Linked DNA regions of Mus musculus: region 2 is linked to region 1. Evidence: chromatin contacts called from public HiChIP or PLAC-seq data. All regions are on one chromosome and are shown on one strand. Each heading gives the region's core, a stretch centred on a gene start, on an enhancer-like site or on the middle of the called end of the contact. The rest is flanking DNA. Distances are from core to core; before and after follow the strand shown. Region 1 holds the start of Crkl (v-crk avian sarcoma virus CT10 oncogene homolog-like). Region 2 holds the start of Comt (catechol-O-methyltransferase).

The links. HiChIP or PLAC-seq counts read pairs in DNA pulled down with a chosen protein or histone mark.
Region 2: an H3K4me3 HiChIP or PLAC-seq map of bone marrow-derived macrophages shows a contact between it and region 1, with 4 times the contacts expected there. The contact joins the promoter of Comt here to the promoter of Crkl in region 1. A contact is called at or near these places in 2 of 115 datasets of contacts at active chromatin or transcription factors (bone marrow-derived macrophages and microglia).

Annotation. Positions count from the first base shown.
Region 1 is chr16:17,447,972-17,454,772 of GRCm38.p6, forward strand. Crkl (v-crk avian sarcoma virus CT10 oncogene homolog-like) reads left to right here and starts at 4,014. Exons shown (of 3, transcript NM_007764.5): 1 at 4,014-4,817. The coding sequence starts at 4,507.
Region 2 is chr16:18,422,516-18,429,316 of GRCm38.p6, forward strand. It overlaps Comt (catechol-O-methyltransferase), which reads right to left and starts at 4,201. Exons shown (of 6, transcript NM_001111062.1): 1 at 3,841-4,201; 2 at 1,789-1,845. It overlaps Txnrd2 (thioredoxin reductase 2), which reads left to right and starts at 3,902. Exons shown (of 18, transcript NM_013711.3): 1 at 3,902-4,044. The coding sequence starts at 3,930. It overlaps Gm15764 (a long non-coding RNA gene), which reads left to right. Exons shown (of 3, transcript XR_875942.3): 3 at 1-1,866.

The DNA of each region.
Region 1 (6,801 bases), core at 2,764-5,263:
GGCTTTTCCCTGACAGCATGTCCTGGGAAGTGACAAACCCTCTTACTGCTTTGGAAAGGGTGTTTATAGCTTCAGCCACAAGTGCACTGGCTTCCCCATGGTTGCTGATCGTGCTGGATCTTGAGTCCCTAAGGAGGAATCCTTCAGAGACCCTGAGTCGCTGCCATCAGGTACAGACTGGTCTGACTGTGGTAAGGGTCAGAGCTGACCTCAGTCATCACCGTTTCTCAGGGAGGCAATGATGCGAGAAACTGAGTGGGGGGACCTGGATGGCTCAGGGAGTTAATCGTGAATTATGTTTTGTGACTTTTCCTGTGGAGATGTGAACTAATGTCTGTCCACCTCAAATAATGTGCTACAAGAGACCAGAGACAATTCTACCAAGTCCACACACTGTCTACAGATTTGGTCTTTCAATGTGTCTGTCATGCATACCTCGAAATCCCCCCTGGTACTTTCTTATAATTTCATCTTTGTCCTAGTAGAAGGATGGGAGAAAAGGGGAGGGGGAGAAGAGGCAGGAGGAGGGGGAGGAAGAGTAAGATAGCAATATCATTCTAAAGTTATGAAGGAGCTAAAGAAAAACTCATTAAGAGTGCACTCGCCACCATTCTCCTTATTGGGCAGCTCACAACCACATGGAACTCCAGCTCCAGGGGAGGGGCCAATGTTTTCTTCTGCCTTGGCACCCACACACATGTGGTATACACTTATATAGACACATGTACATATTTATATTATTACTACCCACAGATTTATGTGGCTATAAAGCTTGGTCAGAAAAGCTTTTTTTTTTTTTTTTTTTTTTTTTTTTTTTTTGCAGTGGACAACTGTTGATGTACAGATTCATAACTGGTCAAAGTCAGATAATAAGAGACTATGATCTCAGAAAACCGAGAGAGAGAGAGAGAGAGAGAGAGACTATGAACATTCAACCCGCACACCTCAGGAAACATGGAGGGAGCAGAAAGAACAGAAGAGCTAGGGGCTGGATAGATGGTTCAATAAGTAAGAGTGCTTGCTGCTCTTGCAGAGAACCTGGGTTTCTCTCTCTCTCTCTCTCTCTCTCTCTCTCTCTCTCACACACACACTTTAAAATACACATTTGCTGTTGTTATTTTAGACAAGGTCTTGCTATACAGCCCTGTCAAGCCTATAACACTCCATGTAGCCTAGGCTGGCCTCAGACTCAAAATGATCCAACTACCTCTGCCTCCTGAGCTCTGGGATTAAAGATAGGCAGCATTGTGCCAAGCCAAAATACAAATCTTTTTTTTCAAGATTCCAACGTTATTTTTTCCTAAAATATAAATCTTCTTTGTTGTTGTTGTTGTTGTTGTTTGTTTGTTTGTTTTTCGAGACAGGGTTTCTCTGTGTAGCACTGGTTGTCCTGGAACTCACTTTGTAGACCAGGCTGGCCTCAAACTCAGAAATCTGCCTGCCTCTGCCTCCCAAGTGCTAGGATTAAAGGCATGAGCTACCACACCTGGCTTATAATATAAAATTTTAAAAAATAAATAGGGAGGGCTGGAGAGATGGCTCAGCGGTTAAGAGCACCGACAGCTCTTCTGAAGGTCGCAAGTTCAAATCCCAGCAACCACATGGTGGCTCACAACCATCCGTAATGAGATCTGATGCCTCTTTTGGGTGTCTGAAGACAGCTACAGTGTACTTACATATAATAATAAATCTTTAAAAAAAATAAATAGGAAGAGAGTGGCATGAAATATCCTGTTCTAGTCATGACATGGTAGTGGCCCTCATGAACTCACAGCTGGTTTTCTGCACAGGATCAAGCCCATCTTCAGAATTCTCAGGAAAAAAGCCAGGTGTGTTGGTATGTGTTTGTGATATCAATGTTGGAATGCAGAGGCAGTTACAACTTTGCCATTCACTGCTTAGCCAGCCTAATCTACCTGGTGGGCCCTATACCAATGAGAAAGCCTATCTCAAAAACATGATGTTGCCTATGCTGGCTTCGAACTTTCCATCCTCCTGCTCAACCTCTGAGAGAGCTAAGATCATAAGCCTGTGTTATTTTTTCTTCTTTTTGTGGCAGGGTATTTTTAATGTACCACCACTGGCCTGTGTGTTAATATATAGACCAGGATGGCCTCAAACTTGGAACTAATTGAATCCTGCCTCTGCCACAAGAGAGCTGGGATTATACATGCACCACCAGAGCTGGCTAGAAGATAAGTCCTGGAGGTCTCATGGTGAGGCACAGAATGACTGAATAGCCCATCTAGTCACTGATTTGAACTTCAACCATGAGTTGAACTCAGTCAAATTAAATATCTGAGCTATACAAATTTCACTTGCGACTAGAGCAATATGAAAGCATGTTTTTATTTATGTGTGTGTTGTGTGAGTGCAGGCATGTGTATTACCACTCTACACAGAATTTTAGAGGACACCTTAAGTTGATTGTCCTTCCATCTTCAGACCCAGGGATCCAATTCAGGTGTTTAGGCTTGGCTGGCAAGAGCTTACTTCCTGAGACATCTTCCTAGCCCCCATGAAGCATCTCTGGTTATGCCAAGTTACAAAAAGGCACTAGACCTTGACATTTTCCCCTTCGCTTACTTACCACTGGGATGGAATCACCAGTTATTACCCTACAATCTAAGAATTGCTAAACATGGGAAATGTAAACGGCCAGAACAAGACTTTAGTGATAGAGATCTAAGTAGGAGTTCTCCTGTATTCCTCACTTTTGAGATTTCTCCCTCCCCTAACTTCCTCCCCATTTTTGTTGGGTTTCATAGAGCTCAGCTGCCTTGAACTCATGATCCTCCTGCCTCCATCTCCTAGTGATGGGATTATTGGTATGTGTCACCACCACTGGCTTGGGACATGCCTTCCTGTTTATCTAATTTGGGAATGCTATGACCAATAATCCAGCATCTGTTTTTGTGGTGATTTTTCACAATAGTCATTCATTTAACAAATTTCTGATCATTCAAGACTAGATGTGGATTTAAGGCAGGCAAAATATAGGTAAATAAGACAGTATTCTGTGGTATTAAAATTTCATCCTAGCCTGTTGGTGGTCAGAGTTAGTTCCAGGACAGCCAGGGCCACACAGAGAATTCCTATCTTGATAGATAGATAGATAGATAGATAGATAGATAGATAGATAGGCCGGGCAGTGGTGGCGCATGCCTTTAATCCCAGCACTTGGGAGGCAGAGGCAGGCGGATTTCTGAGTTCGAGGCTAGCCTGGTCTACAAAGTGAGTTCCAGGACAGCCAGGACTACACAGAGAAACCCCGTCTCTAAAAAACCAAACAAATAATTAAATAAATAGGTACTAGTCGGGTTGGAGGGAGAAATATGTCAAGGGAGGCAGAGCTGAAACTGAGCAACGTGGAATGGCAGGAAATGAACTGTTGCAGAGCAACAGGCTTCAGGCCAGACACAGGTGTTGCATTTCACTTGTTACACTTTACAGCCGGTAGTGTCCAGTCATCCTCACCAACACACTGTCCTCCTCGTAAAGTATTAGTCAAACTGATCTTCACCATCATTCCACGTGTACCAAGGAGGATCACCTAGGGCAGGCGTTATTTGATAGGTTATTCAGTAACCTATTTGATGGTCACCTCACTCCCTAGGTCATGCCCTTCCTGAGCCACCTGATTTACCAGGGCCTTCTGGCTCGCAATCATCTGACGGCCACGCCTTCTTGGCCGGACACTCAGCAACCACTCTACGCTTTGTTCACAGAAACAGGTTTTCAAAACGCTGTTCCCTCTCGGCTCCAGCTGTTTTCCTGCCAAGCCCGGGAAGCCTGACAGCAGCAGCTTCTCGGCGGCTGCTTTGCGGTCCAGGAAGGGCCTGACCCTCTGCCTCCTCCCGGAACGCGGGAGCCCGCGCGAGTGGCTCACGCTGGGACCCTCGCGAACGCACTCCTGATTGGCAGCGCCCAGTGACGTCAAAGGAAGGGCCTCCGCGGTGGAGGGGGTAGAGCCCAGCTCCGCGCGTGCGCAGATTGAATGCGCTGGACCAAGGGGGAGGTGCCCGGCTGCTTCTCCCGCGTCCGCCATTTTGTTGCTGTGGCTATTGGGAGCGGGCTGGGTAAGACTGCTCGGGAGGCGCGACTCTTGTTGGAGTGCGGTGCTTCGTGTGACCGCGGGGATCGGTGCAGGCTCTTGAGGCTGTGGAGCCGGCGGCGGGTTCCAGGACAGAAGTCACTGGAGCCTCCCCTGTACTCCGGCCAGCTGAGAAGCCCGAGGCGGCCTCCGCTACTGCTCAGCTTCGCCCACCTCGACCCCGGGGCTTTGCCCAGTGTTCCCGGACCGGCTCTCCGTGAGGCGGCCCGGTGCAGGAGGGCGGTGGCGGAGGATGCTGCGGGGCCCGGAGCCTAGAGGAACGTCCTGACCAAGCCCTCTGATTGTTCCTCGAAGTGTTCTGAGAGGCCCTTCCTCGACCCCAAAGCCGACAGCGGGTAAAGGCTTCCCAAGCAAGAGAGCCGCAGACGCCGCCCATCCCCGAGCCCAACACCATGTCCTCCGCCAGGTTTGATTCTTCAGACCGCTCTGCCTGGTACATGGGGCCAGTGACTCGCCAGGAGGCGCAGACTCGTCTCCAAGGCCAGCGCCATGGCATGTTCCTAGTCCGGGACTCATCTACCTGCCCCGGGGACTATGTACTGTCCGTGTCCGAGAACTCGCGTGTCTCGCACTACATCATCAACTCCCTGCCCAACCGCCGCTTTAAGATCGGGGACCAGGAGTTTGACCATTTGCCGGCCTTGTTAGAGTTCTACAAGATCCACTACCTGGACACTACCACCTTAATCGAACCGGCGCCCAGGTACGCGAGCTCCTGCCCTTCTCCGGTTCAGAACTTGACCGGATGCGAAGGGTCGGTCAAAGATTAAATTTTGGGGGTAGGGTAGGGGATAGAACTCCTTTTCCTCATTCTAAATCAGAAGACATTCGGATTATAAGGCCAATATCAGGATCTGGGTCATTGGATGAAAGGATGCATTTTATTTAGACATTTAGCAGTGCTGCTTGCATTGTTTAAATGCACCCCTAACCCCCCACATATATACACAGTTTTGCCACTTTACTTGACTGTAATACTAATGCAGAATGCTTATTAACGACGCTAAAAATATAGACTTCCTTGAGATTCTGAAGATAGCCATGACTCCTCCTTTCTCGAAATTCTTGTACACCATTTAAGGTTTTTGTAACTCCTGCATTTTTCAACTAACTTTAGGTTACAAAGTGGCCTTCGGCCTTTGGAATAATCCTTAAAATGGATCGAAAGTGTAGAAATCTCAGAATCTGATTCTCTAGCACTCATTTTTAAAACTGGGATTACCAAGAGAAGACAGTGGGATTATATTTGAAGAAATTTGTATCCTCACCGTTCCTTCCTCAGGGGTGGGAAGTGTATTTACCTAAATTCTACATTAATTCAATTTTAGTTTTTTTTTTTTTTGTAATTAAGTCTAGTGGTTTAACATATGCTTTAAAGACCCCTAAGTAGAGCTAGCTGAGATAGATACACACCCCTAGTCCCCTAAGGAAAGAGGACCTTGATTCCAAGTCAGACTGAGCTGTAGCAAGACCCTGTCTTAAAGAGAAAGATATTGATCCCCAAGTGTTCTCTTTTTCAAGTAAAATGCATTATTTTATAATTTGCTTTAATTTCCCTAACGAATATCATCAAATGATACAGTGTGAATTGAAAAGGTGTCTAGAGACTTTAAAAGATATTTTCCTGCCCAGTTTATTTCTAAGCTATTTTCTAAAAAAAGAATTAAAGGCTGATTTAGATTTTTCAGGGTGAGGCGACTTCATAAAGGTGAAATTTGCTCTGAACTTTGAAAATGAAAAGATACTATAATTAATTAAGGGCACCTACTTAAATCCAAAGAGTTTCTTCTTTAGGATAGAATAATGAAGGTGGGGTGGTTAACCGTTGCCAGACCGAGTGGATTTTAGGAAGTGTGGAGAAGGCTAAGCCTGATGATGAGTGAGGGGAAGTGTTTGCAGTGAAAGCTGGGTGACCTACCTGCCTTTGGTTCCCACCAGGGGAATGTGAACAGAGAGCCCACCCCCACAGAGTTGTCCTTTAGCCTCCGTGTGCTGAGTGAGTACTCACACACAAAGAATTGTTAAAAATGTAAAACACAGAAAAGTGACTGTAAAAAGTGATGTGTTATCCAGATGAGAATATAAAATTCTGTGAAACACGAAGTTCCTAGTAGATGCTGGCAGGTGCTGTCAACTTGAATCATCTTCAATGTAAGAGCTTGAAGAGACTTAGGATGGATAGTGTTTAGTCGTATATTTAAGTAAACTCACTTCTCGAATTGTGAACATTATGTTATTGACTTCAGGCCTTTATTAAAACATGCAACAATGTGACAGGTGTTGGAGAAAGTTTAAGTTAATTATTAGAGTCACCTCAAAGAGGGAAATATATACTGCAGTGGCTTCCTGCTAGTTACAAGATCTGATTCTACTTCATGTGTCTTCTCAAGTACCAAATGTAATTTTCTGAGTTTTTCATTAGCTCTGCTTGACACACATTCCTATCTTTTCTGTTTTGTTTAATTTCCAGATGAAAGTAATAACCAAATCATAATTATCCCTAACTTGATATCACTGTCCCGTGTACAGCTGCAAATTGTACATTATAAATTTTGGAATAGATGGCAGTGTACCTTGGGGGATATTCTTTAGTATCTCAGCTTAAATATAACAACTACTAATATTCTCTTAATTGATGTTATGCTTTATGATAAAGAAATTGAGGGGAAAACTGAATATCTGTACAA
Region 2 (6,801 bases), core at 2,951-5,450, 970 kb after region 1:
TCCAATCTCCTCGAGCTGGAGTTACAGAGTCACGAGTCCCTTGAAATAGGTCCTAACAAACAGACCTCTAAAAGCAGTATTTGCTCTTAACCCTAATGCATCTCTCTAGGACCTAAATTTTGTTTGTGGTTTTGTTTTGTTTTGTTTTGTTTTTTTGAGACAGGGTTTCTCTGTGTATTTCTGGCTGTTCTGGAACTTACTCTGGCCAGTCTGGCCTTGAACTCAGAGATCTGCCTGCCTTTGACTCCCGAGTCCTGGGATCAAAGGAACATGTCACCCGCGCTGGGCTTAGAATCTTTTTCTTTTTCTCTTTCTTTCTTTCTTTCTTTCTTTCTTTCTTTCTTTCTTTCTTTCTTTTTCTTTCTTTCTTCCTTTCTTTCCTTTTGTTTTTTTTGTTTTGTTTTGTTTTGTTTTGTTTTGTTTTGTTTTGTTTTTTGAGACAGGGATTCTCTGTGTAGTCCTGGCTGTCCTGGAACTCACTCTGTAGACCAGGATGGCCTCAAACTCAGAAATCCGCCTGCCTCTGCCTCCCAAGTGCTGGGATTAAAGGCGTGCGCCATCACGCCTGGCAGAATCTTTTTTAAACAGGAATAATCTTGGGCTGTGCTCAGGAGCTCAGAGGTTAGTATACCCCAGGGTACAATCACAGCACTGTACAAAAAGTCAAAATGCTGTTTTATGTTTATCAGAAAGGGATGTAACTTTCTGTGTTTCAACAGAGAAGTACGGTAGCTCATTAGATTCTTGGTTTCCTTTTTCTTCTCCTTCCTCTTCTATTAAGACAGGGTCTCATGTATCCCTGGCTGGGCTTAGACTTGCTATGTAGCCAAGACTGGCCTTAAACTCCTGATCCTGCGGTTTCTACCTCCCAGACGCTGAGAACTCAAGCATGACGTTGCTCCTCCTCGTGCCCCGATTTCAGATTCTGATCTTCTTCACTATCTTTGAGGATTTATGACTTACCTGTTTCATCCTGTTTTCTTACATGCTTTGTTGATTTTGGAGGTGGGGGGGTGAGGGATAAGGTTTCATGCAGCCCACACTACTCTCAAACTTGCTCTGGAGAAGAGGTTGACATTGAATTTATCATACTCTTGCTTTAGTTTTTGGGTGCTGGAAATACAGACATATGCCACTATGCCTAGTTTAATGAAGTGCTAGTGATAGAGCCCAGGACCTCATGCATACCAAGCAAGCACTCTACCAACGAAGCTACATTCCCCAGCCTTTGTTCTTTCCTTCTGAAGTCAGAAAAACTCAAGAGGAAAAGGGGAAAAAGTCCCTTATTCCAGGGTCAGTTTGTGTTGGCTAAAAGTCAAGAAACTTCAATACAGCTGGTAAAGCTAAAACTGCCTAGAGAAAGAATAGTGTTTTCCTAATGCATTCAAATGATGGTAAAACAGCTGGGGCTGGAAAGATCACCCAGGTCTGATCCCCAAACCCACTTAAAGCCAAACATGGTAATACATGTTTGTAATCCCAGTGCTATGAGATGAGAGGTAGAGAAAGAAAAACCCCAGGAGCTTGAGGGCCAGCTACCACAGCATAAGGAGAAGTAAACAAGAGAAAAGAGCCTGCTCCAAGCAACGAGGAGGCGAGAAAAGACATCCACAGTAGTCCTCTGGTCTCCACATGTGCATCATGGTAGGCGCTCGCCCATACTCACACACACAAACACAGATAGAGCCAGGCACGGTAGCTTAGGAACATCATCCCAACATGGGAGAGGCTGATGGGGGTTTTAGACAATCTTCAAAAAGTGAAAGCAACAATAAAACTTGTACTTACTTATGGGCCAGAATGTCTGTAACTTTGAGTTTCACTGTGGTAGGACTCTCTCATCCCCTAATAAAAATATGGACATCAGAAGGCCATCTTACATCTTCATTTGCAAGGAGAAAACAGTGCTGATGTTTTTAGTTTTTTTTCTCTGTCTCCAAAGGCAGGGTCTGTAACCCAGGCAGGCCTGAAAATCACTATGTAGCACACTGACCTAAAATCCATGCTTCTCTCGCTTCTGCCTGAGGGCTGGGACCACAGGTGCGTGCTGACACACTGCTTCATCTTTTAAGCTGCGTGTAAATATATCCACATGCTACATCTGGCTTTAATATCTGCCCACAACTCTCCAAACTGTTCACAATTCTTCTCCTTCCTAATTTCTTGACCTTTGGAACAAAAGCCTGATGGTTTTGGGTCCTGCTGGGAACAGTGCTTGATGCGGCTATCCTATCCCACTACGATCTGGGAAAGCTTGAGGGAGAATCTGACAGAAATGTCAGATTTCAACACACCAAATACTCTGGGGACAGCTTTCTGCCTCGGTTACAAGGGCCACGAGGGAAAGTCCTCTACTGGGTGCACACACTGCTCCAGGAAATGATCACGCCTGAAACCGTGTGCTCACACACTTCTGCCTCCTACACTCAGAGGACAACTTGGTAAAGCCTCCAGGCTGCTCCTCATCAACCATCTAAAGACACTCGCACCTGGCATCTAGAAATGTGCAAAGACTGATTTGTTGCCGGTCGGTGGTGGCTCACACCTTTGATCCCAGCACTTGGGAGGCAGGCAGATTTCTGAGTTCAAGGTCAGCCCGGTCTACAAAGTGAGTTCTAAGAAGCCAGGGCTACACAGAGAAACCCTGTCCCGAAAAACCAAAAAAAAAAAAAAAAAAAAAAAAAAAAAGACTGATTTGTGGCTAACACCAACTTTTCTATTGTCTTCTTAAGAATGACCCTCACATGGAACAGAAAATGGACTTCTGTTCAATAGGAAGGACGTCTCCCTTCCTGGAAAAGGATCCTCTACTGGGTGCACACACTGGAGGCTTAGCCACATTTAGCCAAGCTCCTTTTAAAAATATAAACTTTAGCTTCATCTCTGACAGCTCACGGGTGCATCCCTAGAGCAACTTTAGACCCCAAAGTGTCTGCAGCTCTGTAGCTTCTGTGGGATCATGGGAATTAGCCCAGCAGCAAAGCCACGAAGAGCCTGTATAAAGCACCCTTCCCTTCTCTTCCCTTCCCTTCATGGATTCTGTGCTCCTTTGTTCCCCAGAAGACACCCACTTGTCACCTCTGCTCAAATGGAGATGACTCAGCCGGTCCCCTACAGCTCCTAGGTAAAATCTGTCCCAATTATTAGGGCGATGCTGTTTCTCTGTGACAAGATGTCCTCTAGGGCCCTACCCCACCACAAGCTCCCACAAGTCGTGGCAGCTCCCACTGTTCTCCCAAGGCTTGGAGGGCCAGCAAGGACCCCAAAAGTCCCTGGCTGGAAGACTTTCTCTTTTTAGCACACACCCAAAGCCTGCCGTAGTGCTCCTGCCCTAGTGCTCCTGAGCTCCAAGGGGTCCCTTTGGGAGTGGGGGGGTGGGGGTGGGTAGCACTTCTTTTGCAAGGAGTGACCCGGGGGCACCCTAAGGCCTCTCTCAAGAACCCCTGTTCAACAGCTTCCAACTCTACTGACCATCCCTGAGCCCTGTAACTTTGACCCTAAGGTTTGCATCCCAATCCAACAACTAAGTAAGTCGGACCCTCTTATAATGGGCCAGGCCCTGGATGTGCTACATTCTATCCAGGTTAAGCCCAACTCCACAGCCCCACCGAAGGACATATCTTCCACCACAGCACTGATACTCAAGTTCGGTCACCTGCCTCCCTTCAGCGACCCCCCAGCCAAGATCAGACCCCCTTCACATGTGTCCCCATTCCCCAGCGCCGGCTTGCGCTCTCCTAGGTCAGAACCAGTTCCCACGTACGGGCCCTTCACCCTAGTCCCAGTTCGGTGCATGCAGATTCTGATCCCGAGTCCGAGCTCCGGGCGGGCACCACTCACCTCGTCAAGGCCGCGCACAGGTCTGACCCCGAGGCGCGGACGCTCAGGCAGTGCGAAGGGCAGCCCTGACCGCCTGAGGTCCCCGGACCATGGCGGCGATGGTGGCGGCGATGGTGGCGGCGCTGCGTGGACCCAGCAGGCGCTTCCGGCCGCGGACACGGGCTCTGACACGCGGGACAAGGGGCGCGGCGAGTGCAGCGGGAGGTAGGGTGGGGTCGTGGGCGGTGCACGCGGAGAGGGTGCCTGTGCGAGTGTCCACAGGGGGTCGCGGTGGCGGGGCTGTCCTGGAACGTGTCCGCGTGGGCGTGCCCACACAGGCCAGGGTTCTGATTAGGAGGGGACCTGCTTCTAGCAGGGCTGCTTTTTCCCCAGGTGTCTAAAACGTTGGCGGTGCCTTGCCTGAGGCCCTCCTGTGGTGGCAGCAAGCCCAGTCTTCTGGGATTTGTGTCCCCAATATTAATCGTAGCCCTGATGTCAGGGCTGTGATGGGATGATGTCAAGGGCTCTGATGGTCACAGGTACCCCATTGGCACACAACTTCCTAGGTGCAGCAACTCTTTTTATTGTTCTAGTTTTTTCTTTTTGTTTTTGTCCGTAATCCCACCCCCATGTAGCCAAGCTGGCCACAGACTGCTTAGGTAGTTGCCACCGACCGTGGCCTTCTGGGGTTACAGTCATGAACTACCTTGGTTTGTTGTTTTGGGCTTGATTTTGATTTTTTGAGTGATGGTCAGTTGGCAGTGCAGCTAGAGTTAGCCTTGAGGTGTTGGCCCTTCCTTCCTCAGCTTCCAAATGCACCTTCATGACCTGCCTAGTGTTTGGGGAGTGAGAAGACACTAGAAAGTTTGTGGAACCAAGCCCCAGTGCTTGTCAGGGCTCTTGAGAAGGGGAAGAAACAACTTGTTTGCACCAGGAAGCGTTATTGCTGAAATCAGGATAGTAATTAATTTCAAAGGGGGAAACTGGGTACCTCTCAACATGGGTCCACTACCCCCAATAGGCCAAGTTCCCCCAGAGTTTCCCAGTGGTATGATCAGTTTCATGAGTGGTCTCCATTATGTCTTTTCATGGTGACCACCCTTAATACTGCCCCCTGAATGTGAGTGACAGAACTCAATTCTGTCCACAGGGAGCGAGCATAGAGGGAGAGGAGCAAGGGCAGGCCAGGGTTCTTCACAGAGGCAGTGCTATGAAAGGTACAATGGCTGGCCCTTGGTCTACAGGGCCAAGGCAGGTAGACCGACTGCAAGTGGAAGTTGGCAGAGGCCTTGTGGCTCAGTGGCAGAAGCTAACCTGGGAGAGTACCAGGAAGCAGTCACTACATGTGAGGTGGGAACCTAGGGGACAGACCTCAGGGATTGACGGGTGCTCTTTCAGTAGCTTTGCTAACTCCCAGGTCTCTGGCTCTTCAGGGTCTCCTAGTGCTGTATATTAGGTGGAGGTAGTTTTAGTGATTTATGTGGAGGTTAAAAAAAAAAAAACAATCGGGGGGTTCGGAATAAAAAAAAAAAAAACCCAAGTCAGTCAAAGTACCTGTGCCATTGGTACCGTCACTCTGTGTCATTGGTACCGTCACCCTACATAATAACAGTAAAATGTCTGTAAAGGAGGGACAAGAGCGACTCCGCACTCACTGCTCTTCCAGAGGCTCCAAGTTCAGTTCCCAGCACCCACATGATGACTCCATTCCGAGGGGGACCCCGTGCCCTCATCTGCCCTCTGGCACTGCCCTCTGGCACAGCCCTCTGGCACTGCCCTCTGGCACTGTGTGCCCACAGTGCAGACATAAGTGCAAATGAACACTCAGGCACATAAAATAAATAAAAGCCAAAGAGTATGTTGAAATCTGTAGACAGGAGCTTCACTGAGCTCACAAGTCTAGGGCCCTTCAAGCTGCTAGGAAGCCCTTGTGGCTTTGGGATTTGTTTCCCACTGGGCAGAGTCCTCCACTACTGACTGGAGGACTCGTGTCTCACACCCCAAGGGTTCAGGACTTTGCTTTGGTGAGGATGTTGTGAGGTCTAGGGAAGATGCCACCCGCCATATGACTCCAGAGTTCACTTGTGAGTCCAGGTCAGCTCTGCCGTCTGTCCTTTTGAAGCAGGAATACCCATGTTTTCCAGCTGAGGGGTGGGAGAGGGTGTTGTATCATCCAAACTGGAGCTAGGATAAGAAGGCTGTTGGCCTCTCTGGCAGGCAGGTACACATTAGGAGACCATCTTCCTTTATCAGAGCAGCCAGGCCCTTTATTTAGACCTTGTCATGTCGATTAGATTCCTACTGCCCTGTTCCAGACGATAGAAAGAAACTGAAACAGGAGCACGGTGAGTCCTGAGGCAGAGTTGAAACAGAGACATGTTCTGGAGATGAGCTGTGGGCAGAAGGACAGGCCTAAGCACAGTGAGTGAAGGCTGGGATGTGAGGGCCCCAGTAGGCTTCTCGCATCCTTCTTCATACTGACCCTTGAAACTCTCACTGTGGCCGCCTTCTAAGTTTTTATCAGAGAGGAGGCTCCTGGGTGTGCACTGTGGGAAAGCAAGTGGCCTGCGATAAGCCAGCCCTGCCAGTCATTTGGTAGCAAACAGACAGAGGGTACAGTATAGGGCCTCAGAGCAGGATGACCCAATAGGAGCCCCACTCGGGCAACAGACAGGACAGGCATCAGCAATGGAAGGTAGGATCCTTCTTCAGGGTAAAGACAGGATCTCCCACCTCTGGCATACAAAGCACACAAAGCCTGCCAAACTGGTCCTCACGCCAACTTGCCTCCTTTCTTTTTTAGGAGCACATCAAAGCCATTAAATAATTTGTAACTGTTCAGGCCTTCTCGGGACTTGAATCTGGGGTAGATTCAGCTGTGGAGCTGCAAACCCGTGACTTTCATCTATGTGTTCCTGTGGTGGGGTGCAGGCCAGTGACCTTGAAGGGTATGGGAGTCCAGGGTTTTCTCTGCAGCCTTGC